Regions from separate parts of the Mus musculus genome. Here region 2 is linked to region 1. The links are chromatin contacts, called in public Hi-C maps. All regions are on one chromosome and are shown on one strand. Each heading gives the region's core, a stretch centred on a gene start, on an enhancer-like site or on the middle of the called end of the contact. The rest is flanking DNA. Distances are from core to core; before and after follow the strand shown. Region 1 has its middle 29 kb from the start of Gm40029. Region 2 overlaps Gas7 (growth arrest specific 7).

Region 1 (4,273 bases), core at 7-2,506:
CCTGACAGTGGGCTGAGGGATTGAGTCATAAATAGGTTCTTCTATCAAATTAGAGAGTCATTTGCTGAGGCCTGAGGACAGAACCCCTCAGGCAGCTAACTTACAAAAGCTATTCACACCCTGCAAAGGAATAAAAATTCATGTACAGTAGAAACCCCATCTTACTCTCCACACCGTGGGCTTTCCTGACAAAGCCCTATGTTCTCACATGATGAAGACTAGCATGTACATATTAACATGGACTCTTTGTTTAGTACCTGTGAGTATAAGCATTCACGTGGTCATATTGATGTCACTTGTGCGTTTGCCCTTTAAAATATGCACAATCCTAGGGCAGCATGGTGGCTGCAAACCCAGGCATGCATGCGCAAACATACACACACACACACACACACACACACACACACACACACAGAGAGAGAGAGAGAGAGAGAGAGAGAGAGAGAGAGAGAGAGAGAGAGAGAGAAACTTTGATATTGACAGATTCTTTTAAACAGTCTGTGCCACATCTGTCAAATAAGGATAAAGTAAGAGCCTCCAGTGCCAGGCTATAGTGAGCAATGAGATGATCCACGGAAAGCTCTTGAAAGCGCACTGAGGATGTAATATGCACCCAGTTAACTCTGTGGCTGTAACTATTATGCTTATTACCATATCAGACTCAGGCAGACCTTTGTTACCGAGCATCTTAAGTTTTAGCTATTTAATTATAACAATGCTGTTATGTACACCCATCCTATCTGGTCTCTCCTGTATGTGCACAGCCCCCTTTATGCTGGATACAAGGTGGTAAGCCTGTCGGCTCTTGACACAGTTGGCAATTTTGTGGTGAGAAATGCATGAATCTAACGGAGCAAGGGTTTCTACAGGACGCAGTGTGAGGATGGAAGAAACTGAGGCAGGTTATGTCTTTGAGAGGAAGGCACTAATTGGTCTTGTTTACTTAACCGTTTGTTTCCCAGTACCAAGAATAGCTCCTGGCAGGACACAGGACCTCAGTTAATTCATTGTTAATCAAATGAGTTGGCTGACATATCTCCAGAAAGAGCAATCCTCCTGCCCAAGCCAGCAGCTGGCTGTGGGTGGCCCTGGGTTCAGATGGAAGCCATGTCCTGATTTTTTTGTGGGTCCAGATGTTTTGTCTAGCCCCACCCACATCTGTCCTTCCTGACTCATGGGACAGGAAGTTCCTGACTATGGGACACTGACTCTGAGCAAGAGTCTCTCCCTCCTGCTGTCGGCAGCCAGCGGCACTGAGCTCAACTGGAGACATCAGCTGAGGAAGAAATGATGAGATGTTAGGAGAGGCCGGAGTCTAGTACAAGCTGTGAAAGATGAGAGTTGTCTGCTGGCCCTGAGCGCTGGCTGATTCAACAGTGAGCAAGGAGAGAGACATGTCCCACATTGTCAGAGTCTTATGGAGTGGCACTGTCATTCCCCGGGAAAGAGACTAATGAGGGTGAGTGGGAAAGAAAGGGAAGTGGCCGCTGGCATTTGTGAGGTTACAGACACTGTGTCACTTTGCCCTTCCAGTGACCCATAGGAAAGGCAGAGTCGGTCCAACTTTAAGAAGCGCAGATTCATTCATTCAGCATGGTCTCCAGCCACAAAAGGAACATCTGCTGCTTTTGTCCTGCTGTTTCTTTGGAAATAGGAACCTGACCCAGTGGGAGGCTAGGAACCACCCTCCTCACTCTCAGTTTATGGAGCTTGGGAGGAGCTGATGACACTCACACTTCCAGGACCTGTGACCCAGACCTGACCAGCCAGACTCCGCATCCTCCAACCACCTCCTGCCCATGAACGTGGGACCATGTTCAGCAGCAACTGAAGCAAAGCAGTTCTGTTGTTTTTGTTTTCCCCTTTCCTGCAAGTGCCTGTATGCAACCATCGGATTTTAAAATGTCAGTTATAAGTTCATTCATTTTGGAACCATTTGGTCGCAGCTTTTATTTATTTATTTTCGGCGGTGCACTTGACTTAGGGCTTGGGAGGTGGCTCAGCAGGTCTCAGAGGCACTGCCTAAAAGACTGACGACCTGAGTTTAATCCCCAGAACCCACATAATGGAAGAGAGAACTGACTGCCAGAAGTGTTCCCGTAATTCCCAAAGGTTCACTATGGCACATGAATGCCTACACACGTGCACATATAGGCGTGTGCACACACATAAATGTAATAAAAATTTTAGAAATACAGTTGGTTTAAAGAGGGAAGGAGAGAGGGGAGGGGAAGGAGAGGGGAGAGAGAGAGATTGAGAGAGAGAGAGAGAGAGAGAGAGAGAATATGAATCATCTGAATGCCTACATCTGAACATGATGTTTTGGAGAAGGCAGGCAGCCTGAAGATTGACTGCTCTTGGAATTTCGTTTAGGTGAGCTAGTAAATTTCTTTTTCACCTAGATATTTGGAGCTGACCTTCTGAAACAGCGGACTCAGTCCTCAGGCCTGGAGCAGAACAGCACAGAGGGGATTTCACAGCAGCCTTCTTCCATGTCCTTTCTGTCCTCTCTCCAACCTTGCCCCGAGGAAGACAGAAGAAATCGCTCCTCTCACAGGTTTTCAATGAGCTACCTTGCTTAAGCTGACATAGGCTAGGGGGTTAGGCTGGGGGTTGGCTCTCCGTATTCCAGCATCTCTCACAGACAGGAATGTAGGTTCCTTTTGCCTGTATTTCATTGTTTCCTGTCAGCGACATGCTGCTAATGGGCTTACAAGCCTCTACCTGTACTTTGTAGTGTTTGCCAACTTTCATGGTGTGATATTCTCACCATGGCCAATTAATTTCAGGGAAGCGATGTCACGTGACCAAGTGGGGAGATGAAAAAGCACATCATTAGATAGTTTTTCCACCACACAGATTTCATGATGGTAGATAATCTCAAGAGATTTGAGGCAATAAAACGTCATAGGTCATTAAGAAGGGTTGGCCTTGAATATCTTGCTTTTGTTTTAATGCAAGTCATTTAACTCTAAGTTTCTATGACCTGAGATTTTTACTAATGCCTGAGTTCAATGGCTGGCTCACAGAATCCTTGCATTTTATAATTGGCGCTGCAAACTGGTTCTCGCTCACCACTGACATCACTCTGATGGGACGAATGGCCTCTTTGTAGGTTTGACAGTTTTTAGTAAGGATTGAGGACAGGATGAAATATGTAAGGAAACAGAATGCATTGTTACCTGCCTGCATAGGACTGTGGTATACTGATATCTGGGAAGCAGCAAGAACTCTTCCTGGCTCAGGCACCTCAATCAAAAAATCTATCGGCCCATAATGTACATGTGTAGAATAGGAAAGATCTTGCATTAGCCATTTTCCATAGGAAGCAAATAGCACATCTAAGTTAGTGCACTAGGGAGAATGTTTGAGGAAGAGACTTTATACAAAGGTGTAGCCCAAACGTAGGACACCACAGGCCCAGCAGGGCTTTATTTGACAAGTTCAGGTTGCCATTAATGTATCGGTGCTCTCAGGAAGTGAGAAGAACCTACCAGAACTTGGAGACAAGAGAAGACTGGGACACCTGATAGGCGATGAGTGCTTTGGCTGTAACAAAGAATGCTGGGGATAAATTGGACGCAATCTCCTCTTTCCCTCTGCTCTCCAATCCTGCCTCCCTGCTGTCAGGACCCAACCAAAGCCAAACTACAGTGGAGCACATCATTGTCAACCTCCTGGGTGCTCTGAACAGGGTGGGGAGGGATAGCAATGGTATAGCCCTGCAGAGTCAACAGCTAGCTAATCTTTTTCTCTTGGGTCTGAGAAAAGTTAAAGAGAACTTACCTTTGGAACTGCTGTTTGCTTTCTACTCATCCTTGCTAGAAGTCAGGGGCTTCCCCTGCAGGACCAAGGCATCATCTCTGGTCTGACAGAGGCTCCTTGGATGAGAAAGGGGTTGTTGGAGCAGGCTGTGGCTGCGGTCCTGTGCTCCCCTACCTGTGAAATAAGGGCCATCCATAAACAACAGTCTCTGTTGAGCTACATGTCTGCCACTGGGGTGCCTGAGCTCCATTTGCAAGCCTCTCAGGGGAGGCAGAGCACAGTCTGTGATAGGGGGCCCCCGCCTGAATTTTTCCAGGGGAGAAACAGTGAGGTCTGTAATGAATATTGCTGTCCCCAGACTCCTGTGTACACAGATGCCATTGTGGACCATGGGGAGTTGAGAACGGGGGTCTGAGGGTCTGTGCTTTCCCTATGCACCAGGCAAGAAGGGGATAGCTGAGCCCAGGACTGGGGGCAGAATCTCGTTTGGTCACCAGTGAGTGCTGAG
Region 2 (4,538 bases), core at 147-2,646, 270 kb before region 1:
TACTTTCCGAGGGTCACAACCCACAGGTTGGGAACCACTGATTTAGATCCATAAGTCAGGAGTTTTGCTGTAGGTACAGGTGGGGATGTCGAGGCAGGATGAGACCATTCATGAACCAACACTGGCCTAATGCCAGCGCTCACTGAAATGAGATGCTAGGTCCGTGGGTCCCTGTCACAGAAAGCCCTTGACTTTTGTAAGTTGACACAGTCCTACAACAGACACGTTTACATTTTGCCCTTTGCATATAATTCTGGAGAATTTTTTTTTCCTTCTGGATCCAGAGCTCACTACATAGCCCAGGCTATCCTTGGAGCAGAGACTCCATGCTCCTCCTGATCTGTGTACTGCTTGCCTAGTTCTCCTCCCGTTTGGCTGAACTGCTACTCCCACATCCTGGCTGTATCCCAGCATCTCTGCTGCCACAAAGAACACACACTACTGGCTAAGCTGTGAGCAACTCCATGACACGCAGGCGAGCAGCCCCTCCCCAGGGATCTCTTGAATCCTAGAGGAATAGGAAAAACCCTCTTCAGTTCCCAGCGCTGTTGGCACAAAACCGGGCTCCTTGTGATGGGCCATGCAGACCCCTCCTGCCGCATCTTTTGCCCTCCCACACCTGCCAATTCAGTAAGTCACAGCATGACACACACTTGATGTCTGTGGGTTCTTGGAAAGCTTCACCCTCCTTCTTGCCTCTAGGCATCTACATGCTGTGCCCTGGAAGACTGTTCACTAGCCCCCCCCCCCCATCTTTTTGTTAACCAACCCTCTGTGTAGCCTCTTCCACTCCTCCAGCCTAGCATCTTTTTTTTTTTTTTTTGGTTTTTCGAGACAGGGTTTCTCTGGATAGCCCTGGCTTTCCTGGAACTCACTCTGTGGACCAGGCTGGCCTTGAACTCAGAAATCCTCTGCCTCCCGAGAGTTCTTACCACTGATACAATTAAACAACTGTTTACCCATTGTCCTCCCCAGCTAGGGCTGAGCCTTTCCATACCTCAGAGCCTAGCAAAGACCTAAATACACGATGATTGGGTGTGCGTTACTAAAGCCAGGGGCCTGGGGAGGAACTGCAGAGACACAGCCTCTCAGCTCTTTCTCCACTTAAACTACCTTCTTCAACACACTCTGTAGGAGCCCCAGTGTCCCATCTTTCCTTTTGTGTCTTTTGGGGTAGTCAGGAAGCCAGACTGATGGAAGGATGGATTACAAAAAAGCCCAAGTAATGGTGGGCAGGAAGAGAAGGTGCAATCTAAGATCTGTTTCTTCTAAGGCTATTGGCCTTTGACTCCCGGGCTATCTCCCAACCAGGAAGGTGCCCTTTATCCAGGACACAGGCAGCAGCCGCCTTGATGTCTGCAGTACTGAAGTTTTCCACTGGGAGGCACCAGACCACCACCACCAGTGCCCATCCACCCAGCTCTCAAAAGACTGGGCAATGGAAAAAGCAGGACGCTCAGTCTGATAGGGACATTAGGTGTGCCTGCCCCTTCCTGCTACCTGTATGCCTTCCCATTTGCCCTCTCAAAGAGAGCGAAATCAATAAGGCTCTTCGCAAATCTGGGCTTGGCCATTGTGGCCTCAAATCCCACCTCTTCGATGGTTACGTGGCCCTTCATTCACTCATATTTAATCATTGTTCACAGGCACACACATGCTAGTGACCAAACCCTGAGCCTTGAACACACTAGGTAATTACTCCGCCGCTGAGCCACGTCTCAGTCTTAAGATATTATCAAGAACAATCGTGAGTTATGATTGGCAGCCCGGGATGGAGAGTAAATCTCCCTGTGTATTGAAGAATGCTGTGTGTGCTCAGGCATTGCCTGGGCCCTGCTGCCTTTTAAGGGAGACTCTCTCAACCTATTCATGGTTAGCTGGTAGAGCACTTTTGATAATTAGCCTCAGCAGTTCACACACTGGGCTTAAAAACCAGCGGCTTCCTCTTCAAATGTTGTCTGTTCATAGCCTGAAAGAATCCTAACGGATCTACTTTACAGTTCCGGATGCAGCGGGCAGATGCAGATTTACCTTTGCCACGTACCACACTGTTGACTTTTGTTTCTCTGAGGAGGTCTTACTTCAGGGTTATCATCCAAAACGAATGTTATGCTAACCTGCCTGTGTGTTGTAGCCACTGTCTACCAACCTGGGGCTCAGAGCTGGCCTTCCCTGGAAACCCAGTACCACACATCCCTTATCAACTATGTGTGTTCATGTGCGTGTATTGGTTTGTGTGCATGCATGTGTACATGTATGTATGTGTATGTGTGTATGATGTATGTATGTATGTGGTGTGTAGCATCTGTGTGTGGTATGTGCATGTATAGTGTTTTATGTATGTGGTGTATATGTGGTGTGTATATGTGTGTGGTGTGTGTGTAGTGTTTTTATGTGGTGTGTGTGGTGTATGTATGTGGTGTATATATGTGGTATGTGTGGTGTATGTACGTGGTATGTATGGTGTGTGGTATATGTATATAGTGTATATGTGTGGTATGTGTGATGTGTGTGTGTGTGGTATGTGATATGTGGTGTGTATGTGTGGTGTGTATGTGTGTGTGTATGTGGTGTGTAATATGTGTGTAGTGTGTGTGGTGTTGTGTGTGTGTGTATGTGTAGTGTGTGTGGTGTTGTGTGTGTGGGGTGTGTGTGTGTGGTATGATATGTGTGGTGTGTGTGTGTAGTATGTGTGGAGTTGTGTGTGTGTGTATGTGTGTGTGTGTGTGATATATCTATGCACACGCATATATGTGAGCACACACAAGGTGTGGCAGAGGTCAGTCCCAATCACTCTCTTCTTCATTCCCGAGACAGCGTCTGCCATTGCCCTAGAGTTCACCACGGGCACTACGCTGGCTGACCAGTGTAGCCCGCTGATCCTCCTGTCTCCACTTCCCCAGCTCTGGGACTACAGATCACCACCATGGCCTGACTTCTATGTGGGGGCTGGAAATTGGACCCGGGGCCTCAGGCTTGTGCAATCAGCACTTCATAGCCTAAGCTATCTCTCCAGCAGCCGCATCCTATTTTCTTAAATAAAAAAGTATATCTGTCTTTTATAGAAAGTGAAATGTGTTGATTTTTAGAAAACTTGAAGAAAGTAAAATTACTTTCAGTCTCTGATCATGCTTTTACAACCTTAACGAGATTCATATTTTCAAACTAGGTAATTCCTTGTTGTAGGAGCCATTCTGCATTGCACAACAGTGGGTGACATCCCTTGCATCTTCCACATGCACCAACATCCCCTCTTTGGTGGTAACACTCAAAATCAGAGATGCCACCAAATGTCTCCAATGCAGAAACTCAGTCTGAGGTGCAGCTAGGTCACCACAGATGATCTGGTCATCTTTCTTCTCATAAACACAGCTTTCTTTCTTCTAAATAAAACTGAATACCCTATATTTGCACACACGCACACACACACATGCATACACACACATATACACGCAAGCACAAACACATGCAAACACATGCACACACACATTGCACACACATGCATACACACACATAAATGGATGCTCATACCTGTGGATGCTCTCTCTCTCTCTCTCTCTCTCTCTCTCTCTCTCTCTCTCACACACACACACACACACACACACACATGCATGAGTACAGGTGTTCATGGAAGTGAGCAGAGGGTGTCATCCCTTGGAGCTAGAGTTCTGGCTGTTGTGAGCTGCCTGATGTGGGTGCTTGGAATTGAACTTGTGAGACCCCAGCTTAAAGTGTTTCTCCCAGGAAGGTAAAGCCCCTGGACGTTCCCCAAGCTTGTCTTCCCTGATCTCTAAAAATACAGCCAGAAAGAAACTCTTTGTTCTCTATAGCCAGCAAAAAGCCTTTTTGTTTCTATACTTTACAACCAGGGATGCCTGCCTTCCTGTGCCGAGGACACAGAGATAAAAATTCAGAAAGAACTCACTCCCCACTCCTGCCTTGTAAATTTCACCAAGGACACCTGGAAGAGAAGAACTTTCCTCCCGACTCCTCCCACCTCTTCCCAACTCCTTCCAACTCTCCTCCCAACTCCTCCCAATTCCTCAGCTAGCTGTTAAAAGCCCCCAACTGTCACCACTTGGGGTCGAACTCCCCTGCCCTGCATGGCTAGCTGATAATAAAACCTCTTGCAGTTTGCATCAGGTGTGGTTTTCTCTCGGGTCACTGGGGTGCTGGCCAGCTCATCCCGGGACTTGAGCGGAGGCCCAGCTTCGGGGGTCTTACAAACTCACATCCTCGGGAAGAACAGTATACTCTTAACCCTTGGGCCCTATCTTCAGCTCTCCCATGTGATTTAAGTTAGAAGCATTTTCTTAGTCATTACATTTTCTTCGGGAGGATGCTTTTTTAATGGCTGTGTATGTAATATCACCAACTGGCTAGATGCCCAGCACTGGAAGGCATTTTACCCACCCTTTGTTGTTGGATGGTTAGATCAGTCCATTGTTCTGGAGGTACAAATCATGCTTGTATGAATGACCTTACATGTAAGTCAGAATCCCTGAGTATATTCCAAGAACAGATACAATAGGAGACAT

The links. Hi-C and Micro-C count contacts between places; a contact is called where the count stands out from the background.
Region 2: a Hi-C map of uterus shows a contact between it and region 1, with 5 times the contacts expected there. The contact joins two enhancer-like sites. A contact is called at or near these places in 1 of 15 datasets of contacts at CTCF or cohesin (pro-B cells), 118 of 484 Hi-C or Micro-C datasets (the 63-12 cell line, the AML12 cell line, B cells and 66 more), 10 of 115 datasets of contacts at active chromatin or transcription factors (the NIH/3T3 cell line, VIP interneurons, acute myeloid leukemia and 7 more) and 4 of 9 other capture datasets (adipose tissue, embryonic stem cells, embryonic tail and 1 more).

The regions. Positions count from the first base shown.
Region 1 is chr11:67,377,239-67,381,511 of GRCm38.p6, reverse strand. No RefSeq gene overlaps it. Among named protein-coding and RNA genes, the nearest start is that of Gm40029, 29 kb to the right of the region's middle. Within about 2 kb of position 1,256, at least 54 of the 459 cell types and tissues checked have an H3K27ac peak or open chromatin away from gene starts, as enhancers often do. A contact at or near this core is called in trophoblast stem cells and uterus, where this site is marked.
Region 2 is chr11:67,644,804-67,649,341 of GRCm38.p6, reverse strand. All of the region lies in intron 4 of Gas7 (growth arrest specific 7), which reads right to left. Among named protein-coding and RNA genes, the nearest start is that of Rcvrn, 48 kb to the left of the region's middle. Within about 2 kb of position 1,396, at least 29 of the 459 cell types and tissues checked have an H3K27ac peak or open chromatin away from gene starts, as enhancers often do. A contact at or near this core is called in trophoblast stem cells and uterus, where this site is marked.